Linked DNA regions of Danio rerio: region 1 is linked to region 2. Evidence: chromatin contacts called from public HiCAR-type data. All regions are on one chromosome and are shown on one strand. Each heading gives the region's core, a stretch centred on a gene start, on an enhancer-like site or on the middle of the called end of the contact. The rest is flanking DNA. Distances are from core to core; before and after follow the strand shown. Region 1 holds the start of polr3b (polymerase (RNA) III (DNA directed) polypeptide B). Region 2 holds the start of si:dkey-103i16.6.

Region 1 (2,700 bases), core at 79-2,578, 150 kb before region 2:
ATTATTAAAAAGAAAAAAAACACACCAAACAATAAAAACACTAGTAACTGATAATAATAATAATAATAATAATAATAATAATAATAATAATAATAATAATAATAATAATAATTATTATTATTATTATTATAAAGCCCTTGCTCTGAAACAATCATGCAAACCAGGTGCTGCTCGGAAATGGCTTTCTTTGCTCAGCATCAGGTGCACAGCAGCAAGAAGCTTGGCAGTGAACTATGACCTTATTTTAATGACAAATGTCTATAAATACTGCTTTACGTTTTTATTTAATTTATACATACGCAATGAATGTAAGCCTGCTAACTGTGTGTGGTTCAAATGATAGAATATGTAAACTTTGTTTATATATATAATTAAATAATAATAATTAAAAGCCTGCGTGTAAGGCTTTTATTTTGAGGGTGACGTCACGAGCGCAGATTTGGTTAACCAATTAGAGGAAAGTGGGCGTTTCAGCACCGCCTACATGTGTAAAATGAATTTTAAAGTCGTTTATCCGTTTTCCTACCCTAAACCAAAAAACGAAAATCCAGCCAAAATCTTGTTTTTTCGTTTTCTCGTGAGCAAAAGAAAAACGGAAAAACGGCCGTTTTCTCCATTTCCTTTATTCCGTTTGAAAATGGAAAACAAATGAACAAAATGTACACGGACCCAAATGTTTTACATAGCGGATGCTTTTTCAGCTGCAACCCATCACTGGGAAACATCCATACACACTCATTCACATGCATACACAACAGACAATTTAGCCTACCCAATTCACCTGTACGGCATGTACAGAAATGCCAACTGACCCAACTCAAACCAGCGACCTTCTTTTTGTGTTGCAAACATGCTACCCACTGCGCCACCGTGCATCCCTATATTTATTTATTTATTTATTAATTTATTATTTTGATTAATTAATTAGTCATTAATTAATTATATTTTATTATTTTTTAGGTCCAGGTGGAGTAAGTGTTTGTGTTTTAAAAATATGTAAGTGTATGTATGCTGTATTGATTAAAAACATGAAATTATTAATAAACTCTACAAATAAAAACTACAAATATATAATACAAACAATCATACAAATTCTATCATTGAGCAGCATGACTTTATGCTTGTTTTTGTACAGTTGTTTAAGGACGACACGCGTAAAGGACAAGCGTGTACGTTTGGTAGAATGTCCCATAAATGTCTCTGATATGAGGTATCATTAAAAATATGAAATATGTGGAACCAATACAATACTCGTAAAACGTTTCTCCCGGTCTGCTTTTCACGTTACACCGCATGCTTTCACGTGTAGCGCAAACTTCCGTTCTGAGTGTTTTTCACCTGGCGGCGGCGTGTATGATGGTCTCCTAATTTTTATAAGATTATCCGCGTTTGCAGTTTATTGACATTTCAACAAGTCACAAAAATGCTGCAAGAGGAGTTCGGGGAAATGAGTCCCCAGCAGCTCGCTGCTCCTGTTGACACTGTGGAGGTATGCGAAGATCACATGAGTGCTAATATCAGAAAACAACATAAGTGTTTTTAATCATTGTGATTTATTTTTTGCATTTCAAGGTAACAGTCATGTCCCATTTTCTATTGCAGGAAAAGTGGAAGCTGCTTCCAGCCTTTTTGAAGGTAGAGTAAATTTAGCAGCTTTGTCATCATTAATTATACATAAATTATGGACTGACAGCCACATAAGTTATTTTCTTGAGGTAATGTTGGTTTTATAATGACACATTCGTTCATTTAACGGTCCCTATATAGTTCATCACGCTAGTTTAAATATCGAACTAGTTTAAATATAGAGTCTAAAATAGCATGCAAGTATGACTTCAAAACAACATTAGCACTATTAATTTGACTGTTAATAATGCTGTACTTTTATAGTCATTGGCTGCTAATATTATTTCACTATTAAGATTTTGCAAATAATGCTTTTCTGAGACAATAATTAAGGAGAAAGTCTGAATTTGTAAATGTATAACCAACAGGCAGTCTGGTATAGAAGTGGCATTTTTATATAATATAGCCAAGGTTAAACAATATTTTCTTCTTGAATAAATATTATTCAAGCAATTTTTTCTACAATAATTCAGTGCATAGTTGGACTTAATTTATCACCCAACCGCAATATTTACATGTGTTGAGGTAAAGTTGGTTTTGTATTCGCACATTAGTTCATTGATAACATTCTGTCTGAAATTACATGTAAATATGGCTACACTAACGATAGCACAATTTAATTGACTGTTAACAGTGTTGTATTTTTAGTCATCAGCTGCTAATATGATTTTAATATTTAGATTTAGCAAATAATACTTGTCTAAAATTATATTATTAAGGAGAAAGTCTGAATTTGTGAACTAAAAACCAACTTTACCTCAGTATTGCATGTAATCAAACATATGACCAAAAATAATAATGATAAAAAAAGGTATTTTTGACGTTTAAAAAAATACTTTATAATGATAATAATAATAATTAACTTTATTTTTATGTAGCGCATTTAAAAGTAGCACCTTAAGGCACTTTACAGACATAAAATGTGCAGCAGTAAAAGACACAAGAATAAATGCAAACTTGTAATAATAAAACTAATTAAAACGCATAAAATAATAATAATATATCTAAAAAATATATAAAAGTCAAATAAAAACCACCCTTAAAAAGTGCCTTAAGAGATGATTTAAAAATACT
Region 2 (2,891 bases), core at 146-2,645:
GGTTTCCGAGTACTGGGTTGCAGGCTTGCAGCTGTAAGGGCATCTGCTGTGTAAAACACCTGCTGTATATGTTGGCGGTTCATTCAGCTGTGAGTGTGTGACTGATGAATGAAGACACTAAACTGAAGAAAAATGAAAATTCCACAGTTCTTGAGTTTTTTGTGACAACTTAATTGTTTTAAGTTCAATCTACTTATATCTCTTCTCTTTCATTCTTCACTCTTTCAACACATTTTATCAGTTTTTTTATCATTTTATTATTTGTTTTTATTTTTCTTACACTTATTTCTTTTATTCCTTTTATTTCTTTTATTCTAGCACTTTGAATTGCCACTGTGTATGAAATGTGCTATATAAACAAACTTGCCTTGCCTTACATTTGTAAAAACAGTTAACTGATTTGTGTTAGAACAACATAAAGGAATTGTGTGGAACCTGGCGTTTTTAGTGTAACTTTTTCAGCCTTTGAAAGGTTTTTGCAGCTTTTTGAAATTTCTACAACTTTATCTGGAAGATCTTTTAAAAGATTGGGGTAAAGTTGGTTTTATATTAGCACATTCAATGGTCCCTATATTGTTTACTATGCTAATTTGAACAATCAGTCTTACATCACAAGAATGACTTCAAAACAACATTAGCTCTATTTAGTTGACTTTAAACAATGTTGTACGTTACTTTGATATTCATTGGCTGCTAATATGATTTCCAGGTTTAGAATTCACAAATAATGCTTTTCTGAAACTGTATTATTAATGAGAATGCCTGAATGTGCAGATATAAAACCAACTTTACATTTACTTTTAAAGCTGGGTGTAATGTGAGTAAAGGTATAGATTTTCACAGGATATGATGATCTTCCATAGGCACTGTACAGAAAACTCAATAAGCAAAATATCTGTGCAAATGAAGATGAAAAAACACCTGGGGTGTTTCTCCATGTTTATAAGGTAACACTCGTCCATGCCGCTCTTTTACGCAATATTCTGCACATTTATTCGCGTATAGCCTACTGTACAGACTAACGTTACTGTATGAGTTTCAAGTAAACACTGTATCAGATTCTGTGGAACTGCTGCATCAAACACAGGAGCTCATCATAACAAAACTGCCCAATGTTAATGCTCAAAACGTGCCATTCAGAAAACGAGAGTCTCTAGTTTTGAATAAAAACCTAGAATTTGCTTTTCAAATGTTAAGTGAATCCTAAAACTATGTAAATTGTTACTTGCCTGTATTTGTTTACCCGACTAGGGATGAAGGGAAGACCGTCAAAACGAGCAAAGGGCACCGATGAAATCCCTCACCACAGCAAACCGTCAGTTAAAGGAAAATGTAGGCGACATCTAACGCTAGATAGATGTCATGTTTGAATCTGTGCAAGTCCAGCGTTCCCGCAAGACATTAGAAGCAGTGTGACAATACAGGAAGTACGTCACTTTATGAATTAGAGCGGGAAAACACCCCTGTGACAGCTGCTGCGGATCAACAGCCAATGAGGACTGCTGGTTTAATATATATATATATATATATATATATATATATATATATATATATATATATATATATATATATATATTACTACATGCGTGTAAACAACAACAATGGTCCCAACATATTTTCTGTTTTACATTTTTAATTTTCATAGGTTCCAAAAATCCAAAAAGAGTCACTTATTGATTAAAAATGTTGTGATAGATTTTTAATATTAAGTTGATTGAATTGCCTCTTGTTACAGTTATGAAATAGATTGACAACAAGCAGAAATGTTCTTGGGTCAATGACATGACCACTTTGAAATGGTCTATAGGCCTAGTTTGGGGGTTTTCATTTTAGCCTACTGAAGTTACTGTGATTAATAACATTACAATTAGAATTGTTTAAATGCCTGTTCAAAACAGTCACACAACATGTAAAAAATTGTAAATTGTTTGTTTTGTTTTGCTTATGGACATAGGGGAGAGTGGGGCACAAAGTAATACTTTTTGGATGTGACCAAATAATAAACAAAGTAATGGGGTTAGATAAACCCATTTATTTTTATTTTTTTTACCAACAACACACAAGCCTCTCCTACAAATGAACACTGATCGCCGGACCTATGGTTTCTGTGCAAAAAAAATTATAATTAAATTCATGTTACATGCAATGTTTTAGGGTTTTCATTCTAACCTACTAGAGTTACTGTGATTAACTTAATAACATTAAAATTTCTAAAGTTTATGCCTACAAATGTTAATAATAGTCACACAACATGCAATGAAATTAAAGGCGACATGTAACAACTGCCCAGTTTGTTATTTATCTACAGGCTACAGTTTTTTATATGTTTTTTAGTTGTTTTTTAATGAGTTTTAAAATATTCCTAATTGTTTTTGTTAATACTAATACTAATAAATTTGTATTTTAAAAATAAGCATTTTTTCAGATTTTATTTAAAATATTTCAAGTTTTAATCTTATAACATTACTTATAAAACTGTAATAAATCACAGTTTAAACACACATTTCTAAATAAACACTTTGTGTTTTATTTATGGCAAGCACTTTGACAAAATTGCAGGAAATATTTTTGTGTTGCATCAACATATGTGGTCATGATCATCATCCAACAAGCTAATGCAGCAAATATTAATGTTAAAAATATCTCTAAAATGCAGTATTCGAACCTCATAATTTAATAGAAAATTGGGAGAATAACAGCAAAAACTGGCCTGTAGCCAGGGGTGGGGTGGGGTTATGGGTGGGGTGGGGGGTTAATCTGGTGGTTTGAAAAACTCACCACTCACTGATAAAATTCCAAAAGGTCCAGAGTTTGTCCCACACATGAGCTCATTTGTTTTATTCTGACTGCTATGCAATCATTAATTGTGAAGGCATTAAAAGAGACTTCCA

What was found. HiCAR-type assays count read pairs that join an accessible place to other places.
Region 1: a contact with region 2 is called in a HiCAR-type map of caudal fin, with 5 times the contacts expected there. The contact joins the promoter of polr3b here to the promoter of si:dkey-103i16.6 in region 2. A contact is called at or near these places in 7 of 18 Hi-C or Micro-C datasets (caudal fin, embryo, hematopoietic stem cells and 1 more) and 2 of 4 datasets of contacts at active chromatin or transcription factors (caudal fin and embryo).

The regions. Positions count from the first base shown.
Region 1 is chr18:16,773,311-16,776,010 of GRCz12tu, reverse strand. It overlaps polr3b (polymerase (RNA) III (DNA directed) polypeptide B), which reads left to right and starts at 1,328. Exons shown (of 28, transcript XM_021467775.2): 1 at 1,328-1,489; 2 at 1,603-1,635. The coding sequence starts at 1,424.
Region 2 is chr18:16,624,910-16,627,800 of GRCz12tu, reverse strand. It overlaps si:dkey-103i16.6, which reads right to left and starts at 1,395. Exons shown (of 7, transcript NM_001044708.1): 1 at 1,230-1,395.